Linked DNA regions of Mus musculus: all the other regions are linked to region 3. Evidence: chromatin contacts called from public HiChIP or PLAC-seq data. All regions are on one chromosome and are shown on one strand. The core of a region is the stretch at or near the end of the contact, and the rest is flanking DNA. Distances in the headings are between cores, read along the strand shown.

The links. HiChIP or PLAC-seq counts read pairs in DNA pulled down with a chosen protein or histone mark.
Region 1: an HNF4G HiChIP or PLAC-seq map of pancreatic cancer cells shows a contact between it and region 3. The contact joins the promoter of Gatad2a here to the promoter of Pik3r2 in region 3. A contact is called at or near these places in 1 of 484 Hi-C or Micro-C datasets (regulatory T cells), 1 of 115 datasets of contacts at active chromatin or transcription factors (pancreatic cancer cells) and 1 of 9 other capture datasets (adipose tissue).
Region 2: a contact with region 3 is called in an H3K4me3 HiChIP or PLAC-seq map of fetal liver, with 3 times the contacts expected there. The contact joins the promoter of Ankle1 here to the promoter of Pik3r2 in region 3. A contact is called at or near these places in 13 of 39 promoter capture datasets (the 3T3-L1 cell line, cranial neural crest, embryonic stem cells and 7 more), 3 of 484 Hi-C or Micro-C datasets (B cells and embryonic stem cells), 15 of 115 datasets of contacts at active chromatin or transcription factors (the NIH/3T3 cell line, the SCID.adh cell line, bone marrow-derived macrophages and 7 more) and 3 of 9 other capture datasets (adipose tissue, embryonic stem cells and liver).

Annotation. Positions count from the first base shown.
Region 1 is chr8:69,972,991-69,975,690 of GRCm38.p6, forward strand. It overlaps Gatad2a (GATA zinc finger domain containing 2A), which reads right to left and starts at 1,393. Exons shown (of 13, transcript NM_001113346.1): 1 at 1,100-1,393.
Region 2 is chr8:71,404,693-71,407,392 of GRCm38.p6, forward strand. Ankle1 (ankyrin repeat and LEM domain containing 1) reads left to right here and starts at 1,320. Exons shown (of 9, transcript NM_172756.3): 1 at 1,320-1,405; 2 at 1,495-1,647; 3 at 1,987-2,092; 4 at 2,170-2,281; 5 at 2,521-2,700. The coding sequence starts at 1,344. It overlaps Babam1 (BRISC and BRCA1 A complex member 1), which reads left to right. Exons shown (of 9, transcript NM_026636.2): 9 at 1-80. It overlaps Gm39193 (a long non-coding RNA gene), which reads right to left and starts at 1,319. Exons shown (of 2, transcript XR_870504.2): 1 at 1,184-1,319; 2 at 656-1,027.
Region 3 is chr8:70,775,374-70,778,073 of GRCm38.p6, forward strand. Pik3r2 (phosphoinositide-3-kinase regulatory subunit 2) reads right to left here and starts at 1,339. Exons shown (of 16, transcript NM_008841.3): 1 at 1,234-1,339. 2010320M18Rik (RIKEN cDNA 2010320M18 gene) reads left to right here and starts at 1,489. Exons shown (of 1, transcript NR_029440.1): 1 at 1,489-2,233.

The DNA of each region.
Region 1 (2,700 bases), core at 143-2,642, 800 kb before region 3:
CTGTGGTGTAATGTTGCTTTAAAGAAAAGTTGTAACCACCGTAACCACCGAATGGTAGGATGAGAAGAACAAGAGGGAGACTCAGGCTCAGTATACAGATTACATCCACAACAGGTATCTATCGCTTTGTGAATGGACACACACATTAACAGGGACGTGGGAGTGCTGCATACTCCAAGAAGATAAAAAGAAGTTAATGCTGTCAAGAAAATGTAAGGCTCAGGAGACTCACCAGGACTTTGTCCTAAAGAATCCAAAGCCACAAGATAAGAGTGAACTACCTGAAGTGAGTCAGGTAGGTAGAACTTGCAGCCTCTGCTAAAACTGCAGGGGCGGGAAGGAAAAACAAAACATTCTGCCATACAGGTCTTAATGAGGGGTCCCCATTCATTTCAGGGTTCCGGAGAGCGCAGTCCGGCTGCGGCTGAGGCCTGCCCAGAAGCCTTTCCTTGTTGAAGTGATCAATTCCGATTCTTGGCATTAATCCCTTTAAAAGGCCAGCTGCTGCTGTCTAGTCACTGATGCCAACCCGTTCCAGGTGGAAGAAAAAAGAAATTATTGGAGCCACATCGTACACCCGGAGGCAAATTTAAAGTGGAGGGCCATGAGGAAAACAGGAACCAAGAGAGGGGGAAGGGTCCCATGGCTCCCCAGGGTCAAGCAGGAAGGGCGCGAGCCCAAGCAGGACGGTGGGGGGGGGGGGGGACCGGCCCTGCAGGCGTGGGCGCGCAGGGACTCTTATTCTGACACGGGATCCTCCGCCGCCTCCGCCGCCGCCGTCGCCGCCGAATTTAACGCCGCCGCCGGGCTCGGACCCCCGACCCTCCCGTGGACTCTCACCCCACGCCACTCGTCCACGTGCTGTGTGCCCGCCGCCCCCCTTGGGGCGGCCTCCCAGCCTGAAAAGCTCAGGAGGGAGTGAGGCGACTCGGCCACTTCCCGGCTCCGGGGACCAGGGACCCCAGCCCCACGTGCGAGGGCGGTGGGGAACTTTCCAGCGGCGCAGGCGAAGCGAACCGCAGCGCAGCAAACCGAATACGACCGCGCTCCCACTTTCCCGCGCCCCCGCCCCGCCTTGCCAAGTTTGCTAGGAACTTACCCGGCCGCGCGCCGACCGGGCCCAGGGGCAGCGCGCGTGTCCACAGGGCTGGGGGCGGGGGGCGCCGGCCGCGCGTGCTCGCTGCGCCTGAGGGGCCGCCCGGGCCCGCGGCGCTCGCTCCGCCGCTCCGCCCGCCCGCGCCGCCGGCCAGATAATGCGCCCCTCGGCCGCACACATGGAGCCCGGCGCCGGCGTCACCGCCCGGGACATGCGCACCAGGTCAGCGCGCCCGGCCCGCGGCCCCCAAAACACCGGGGAGCTCTTAAAGGCGACGCCACCCGCCCGCACCCGGATGGGCGGGGTCGGGAAGGGAGGGGCTCCCTGTGGGCGTGGTCTTATGTGGGCGTGGTTCCCTGGAGGCGAGGCTGGGCGGGCCTACCCGGAAGCACCGCCCTCCCAGCCCCAAAGACTGGCGACGCTGCGCTAAGCGACTGGGTTTCCCACTTGGGCTGCTAAGCGCCCCTCAGCCATGGCCAGCTTAGTGCACAGAGCTCGGCCGCGCCCAGGGCTGACTCACGCTGACCTCGCCCGAGCCCTGCACGGCCACCTCTTGTAACTCTGAGACGCGCCCGGGGCCTCGCAAAGCTTCCTCTCAGGAACTTCGGTGTTGACCTCCAGTGAGAAGGTGCGATCGGCTGAGCGGTCACCCCTCTCCCCCGGACCGCAGACAGTTCAACCTACCCACCAAGCCAATCCACCTGCAGAGAACGAGGTGGACGGCTGTCTCCTTCCAGTAATCCACATCTAGCCTGTGCCTCTGGAGAAGAAGGAATCCCCAAGAAAACAAACCTGCGCCCAACCCTCTCTGGTAACACCAAGGAGACAATAATAGCCAGAAAGGAAGCAAGTTTGGGGAGATTATGAAGCATCTGAAGCCAATTTACAATTTCAACAGGGAAAAGTACAAAGTTCATAGAAAACCTATTCCAGGACAGCGACATGGCTCAGTGGTTTAAAGAGGCTTGCCACCAAACATAATGACCTGAGTTCCATCCGCACAAGTTGTCCTCAGACACAAACACACGCTCATAAATAAAATATGTTAATTTAAAAAACACATCTGGAGTCATGGCTCAGCAATTAAAGGTACTGGCTGCTCTTGCAGAAGACCCAAGCACCCACATGGTGGCTTACAACCTACCATAACTCCGGTTCTAGGGTATTTATGCCTTCTGTCCTCATCATACAGAAACACGTCATAAAGAAATCTTATGAAGACAAAGCCCAGGGCTAAAGAGTTAGCTCAGTGGTTAAGGGCACTTCTTGTTGTGGAAGACCTGGGTTCTATTCCCAGCACCCACATGGAGGCTCTCCTCCTCAGGCAACAAGTACACATGTGGTACACAGATGCACATGCAGGCAAAACACTCATGACACATCAGTTTCTTTTAATATATATATATATAAGGGTTGGAGAGATGGCTCAGTGGTTAAGAGCACCAACTGCTCTTCTGGAGGTCCTGAGTTCAAATCCCAGCAATCACATGGTGGCTCACAACTATCTGTAATGAGATGCCCTCTTCTGGTATGTCTAAAGACAGCTACAGTGTACTCACATATAATAAATAAATCTTTAAAAAAAGAAAAAGAAAGAAAAGGAA
Region 2 (2,700 bases), core at 70-2,569, 630 kb after region 3:
CTCTTCATCCTACAGAACCCACTCCAGATGTTCTTTTATCCAGAAAGTCCTCCAGAAACAGGGAAGATCTATTGAAAGTGGAACTGGTATGGCTGTCATATTTGGGACCTCCTAGATACACAAAAGTCCCAGCTCCAAGTGGGAAGTGGGTTCTGATGACACCTGTCACCCCCAATCTCAGTATCCTGATCTGATTGAACTTGTGTAGCCATGTGGTCTCGCCATGAGCAATCACTGCCTAGGGTTTGGAACCCTGATGTCCTAGGCAAGGATGGGGACATAGGGTGTGCGCCCTAGAAGAGGAAGGGAAACCCAGGAACCCCCCAGCCCCAGGTCAGACCAGAGGTTCAACCTGTCCACCTTCTCCATTTATAGAAAACAAAATGGCAGTGGGTGGGAGTTGGGCTCACCTTGATACAGGCGGCTGAGACATGAGGAGGCCAGTTCTAGGTTAGCAGGGCCCGCATTGGGAAGCACTGGATCAAACGGTGCATAAAAAATAGGCCAGGAGCCTATGATGACTCAGCCATTTAGAGCACAAGCTGTTCTTGCGGAACACCCGGGTTCAGCTCCCACACGGGGTCTCACAAGTCCACTTTCCGGGGATTCGATGCCCCATTTCTGGTCATGCAAGCAAAACACCCACACACTTTAGTTAATTTAAAAAGTAGGTCAGCTTGATTTTCTGGCCTTTGCATTTATTGGGCACTTAGTGTTGAGCCCTGTACTCCCATTTGCAAATAAGGAAAATGAAGCTCTTTATATTTTTTAATTAATTAATGTGTATGTGCACACGTGCGTGTGCTTGTGCAGGCTCCCGGCCCAGGCACACGTGTCGAAGTCCGCCTGTTCCTTCTTTCCAATGTGTGGGTTCTGGGTATCGAACCCAGGTCACTAGACTTGGCAGCAAGCATCTTGACCAGCTGTGCCGTCTCGCTGGTCCTCTCAAAGCTCTACTCCACAGAGCTACAGCCAACTCAGCTGTGCCATGCTGTTCCTCGGGAGTCTGATCCCAGCACTCGGTTGGCTGAGACAGGAGAATGACTGTAAGTTTTTGAATACCTTGAGGTCCGTCAGGGGTATCCAGGAGTTTGTTTTGTTAAAGACAAAGAGAGGCCCCGCTCTTTATCCCCAGCTCCCCTGGAATTTGCTGTAATTCTCCTGGCATCCCAGATGTACGCACCAAACCCTGGAGTCCCTCTGGCTTGCTCCGGACGTAGGGTGCAGCTAGTCAATCCCGATCGGCGTGGGGCGGGGCCAGAAGCAGAGGTGGGCGTGGCTGCGCGTGCGTAGACAGTTGCCGCGCGAATTTGAACTGCAGAGGGCGGTGACTCCTATGGGACATGGCCGATACTGCATGCTTGGCTCTGAGGCTGCTAGCAGCACTACGCGAGGAGGAGGCGCGGTGAGGGCGGCCGGGTCCGGGTGCTACCCGACCTTCTGCTCCCCGGGTGGTCAGGAGGTCTGAGGTCTACTGTGCTCGTCCTCCTGCAGGGCTGTGGAGGAGCTGCTGCGCCTCGGAGCGGACCCCAACCTGGTGTTGGACGATGGCGCTGCGGCGGTGCACCTGGCAGCCAGAGCGAGCCACCCGCGCGCCCTGCATTGCCTTCGGATGCTGCTGCGCTGGGGAGCGGATCCCAATGCTCGGTGAGGCGCGGCCCGGGTCCCTGGGTGCGGTAGGCGTGACTTGGGACAGCGGCACTGGACGTCAGGCTCCGGGTCCGAGGCGTCAGTCAGGTCTAAGATGGAAATGTCTGCTTCCAAGGTCGGGTACAAGGTGTCCCATAACTGTCATCTGGCACTCTGGGAGACTGAGGCAAGAGGATGACCGTGAATTAGAGTCTCACATGGTAGTGGGCACCGGTCATCCCAGCACGGGGAACTGAGGCAGGAGGAGCAGGAGTTCATGGCTAGCCTGGGCTATGCGAGACTGCCTAGGAAAGGAACCAACGCCGCACACCTCTCCTCTGTCTTTGGGGATCCCAGGTCCGCGGAGGGGCTGACGCCTGTGCATGTGGCTGCCGCGTGGGGCTGTTGTGGTGCTCTGGAGTTGCTGCTGAGCCGAGGAGGTGACCCCACACTGCGGGACCAGGTCAGTACCCCGCGCAGGCACACATGGGTGGCAGGAGGGTGGGTTAAGGACGCCCCCTGCTGACGGTGACTGCACAGGATGGGCTCAGGCCCTTGGACTGGGCACTACAGCAGCGACACCACAACTGCGCACGAGTGCTGCAGGAGCTGGACACGCCCACCCAGCCTGATGAGACCCGAGAACCCACAGGTGAGAGGAACTGAGGGGGTGTACCGGGCTACCACACTGCCCGGCCCAGTTCTGTTTGTACATCTATCGTGTCAATCACTATCCATGGTCTATCTTATCGGTCACATAACTATCATGCCAATTACCTACCTGTCAGTCATCTCGCACCTATATCATTTATCATGTCTATATCATACCTGTTTATATCTGTGTTATATCTGATTACTTATTTATCCATACATTTATACATCTATATGCAGAGACGTTTCATGTAGCCCAGGGTAGCTTTGAAACTGAAACATGCCAAGGACCTGCCTTAGCAGAGTCTTCTGGAGTTTCTCAAGATTCGGAGTTGCACGTGCATAGAGCTGAGCTGGAGGTGGAGGCTGTAGAGGTGGCTGTGCATCCCCAGAGCTCTGAGGCCACCGAGAACTCAGACT
Region 3 (2,700 bases), core at 89-2,588:
GAGTGAGCCAGGACAGAATCCCCCAGTGACCTTGGGGCTGGCCCCTGTCCCACTACTGATTAGTCTCCCCATCCGAGAGGCCACACTGACAGCCTTTCTTCGGGGTGCTGGGAGCTGAATGCTTTGCTGTCCCCACTAGGGTTGTGGGAACTGAAGTTCAGAGCTCTCTGAAGAACCCCACTCATCAGGAGGAAGCCAACCACAGATGCACCCAAGTTCAAGGCAGGAACAAAGACAGTGACCACATGGCCAGTTAGACTTGGGGTTATTGGGGAACCCCAAGAAGGGGTTGAACACCTGAGCAGTGGACATGGCCTATCAAGAGCTGTGGCCTGGGTGGGCATCCAAGGAAACAGAAGCCTTGGTTCCTGCAGGGGAGGTTGAGACAGGGTGCAGGGGTGTCCCCAGCTTGCCTTAGCCTGGGGCTCTCTGGTGATGCAAGAGAGGGGAGGTGTCAAGAAGAACCATGGTCACCTTAGTGCCACAGTAGGATGGGGACAGGAGCTGGACACCCCACATTGGGTCCTAGCCTGGGTCCCCATTCCAGCCTGCAGTTGGGTCTTCTGTGCATCCTCCTGGGGGAGCAAGGCTGACAGGTCCTCGTATAGGGACAGGGCAATGCATAGACAGACCGGTTCCTGCAAAGGCCCGATGGTGGAAGACGCCTGTCTAGGATGCAGAGGCTTTCAGAAAGAAGCCATGAAAAAGGCGTTTAGCGTGCCAAGGGGAGGGTCTGGGCTTCATCCCCAGATCTCGGGGACCCGGTGCAGGTGTCCTAGAGGGACTTAAGGCTTTGTGGTCCAGGGTATCCGGTGTGACTCACTGTCCGGCCTCTTGTGGCCTGCATGTTATAGGTAGGGAAACTGAGGGTCGGAGAGGCCTCTCCTAAGAAAGCCACCCGTCTGCCCGCCCCCGTGCCGAGCACGTCTGCACACCATGGGGGGAGGGTATCGCGGAACCCCCAATGCAAAAGGAGGGGCCTACGATGCACGCATAGTCTGTGTGCTCACACAGACGGGCCCCTAGACCCTCGTGCACCCCGAAGACCCCTGGACGACGGAAGTGGCCGGATCCGGGGTCGTGTCCCGCTCTCCGCCCCGTTGCGGGCGGGGACCTCCCGGCCTTAGAGACCCTGTCTCTACCCCGCAGGCTGCACAGCCCCACGCTCAGCTCGGAGCCCGGTTTTGTGCGGCTCCTTCTCTCCTCGGGTCCTCCCCACCACCATCGACTCACCCACTCCGGCCGCCGTCGCCACCACCACGACCGCCGCCGCCGTCGCCGCAGCCGCGGGATCCCTGCGTCAGCCACCGTCGCCGCGGTTCCAAGCCTTCGGGCCCGCCCCCAGGCGGAAATAGCCGAGCGCACTCGGGTCGGGAGGGCGGGCCTTTCCCCCCACACGAGGCGGAGCCCGAAGACCGAGGCACGCGGGCAAGCCTCCGGAAGCTGCCGAGTGTGCTCCCGCGGGAATGGGAGGCTGGGCTTTGCCACGAGACAGCCGAGGCTGGTCGGAGACAGCCGAGCACGGCCGTCGGAGGCTCACGAAAACACTAGAAAGCGGAAGGGTCGGGAACGCATTCGGTCCGAAGCTGGGCTCGGTGGACTTGGGACTCTGAGATACCCGAGCCATTCCGGAAGCAGCAGAACGTGCCATAACAGGGGTTTGTTTGTGTTTTTTACGAAGTCGTGAACCTGCCAGACCGCGGAATGTGTCTGGGAGGAACCGAACGACCTCAACTCCAGGCCTTGGGAGTTGACTCGGAGGCCGCCGATAGCTTCCGGAAATTGCCGAAGGTCCACTGGACGAGCTCGGCAGCTGTACCCTCAATGGAGAGCCGCTGGTGGAAGGAATGGAAGGCGAAGGCACTGCCATGACAACCCTAGGCGTCCGGAAACAGCCGAAGTGTCTCCGGCCCAACACGCGCGAGAATGCGGCTTATCAGCGTCCGGAAGCGAGATTGTTTCCGGAAATACGGACAGACTCTGGCGAGACGGAGAGAACCAGAAGTTGCCGAGCTTGTTCGGCTGATTTCCGAGGGATTCATTTATCTATTTTAGCTCACCGCAAAGACTAGGGTAGAAAATTGGGACGGAGGGGTTGCAGCGAGAGTTCGGCAGTTAAGCATGCTCACTGCTCTTGCACAGGATCCAGGTTCAGTAAATTACAGCCGCGTATAACCCGACTGGAATTAAAAGCAAGAGCTATGACGCCCAGCGTTTTGGATTTTTCCTTTTTAAGATTTTGTGTTTTTCTTCATGTTCAACTGTGCGCCTTGTGAGTACCTGGTGTCTGTGGAAGTTAGAAGAGACATCGGATGCTCTAGAACTTGAGTTACGGCTGTGAGCTGCCATGTAGGTGCTGGGAATACAACCTGGGTCCTCTAGAAGAGCAGCCAGTGCTTTTAATCATTGATTCCTTTGGCTTTATTATTTGAAACAGGGTCTTGTTATTAGCCCAGGCTGTATCTGAACTCATGATCCTTCTGCTTCGTGCCTCCCCACGCCCCCACCTCCAAGTGTTAGGATTACATGTGTATACAGCCATGCCTGGAAACACTTCATTTTAGAGATGAGATTTTGCCCTATTGCCCTAGCCAGGATCCCAGCCTGCTAGGTAGCTGGGATGCAGGCTGGCTTGGATTAAGTGTTTAACCAAACCCCTATACAGCCAACAAAACTCACTTAGATGATATCGAGCCATCA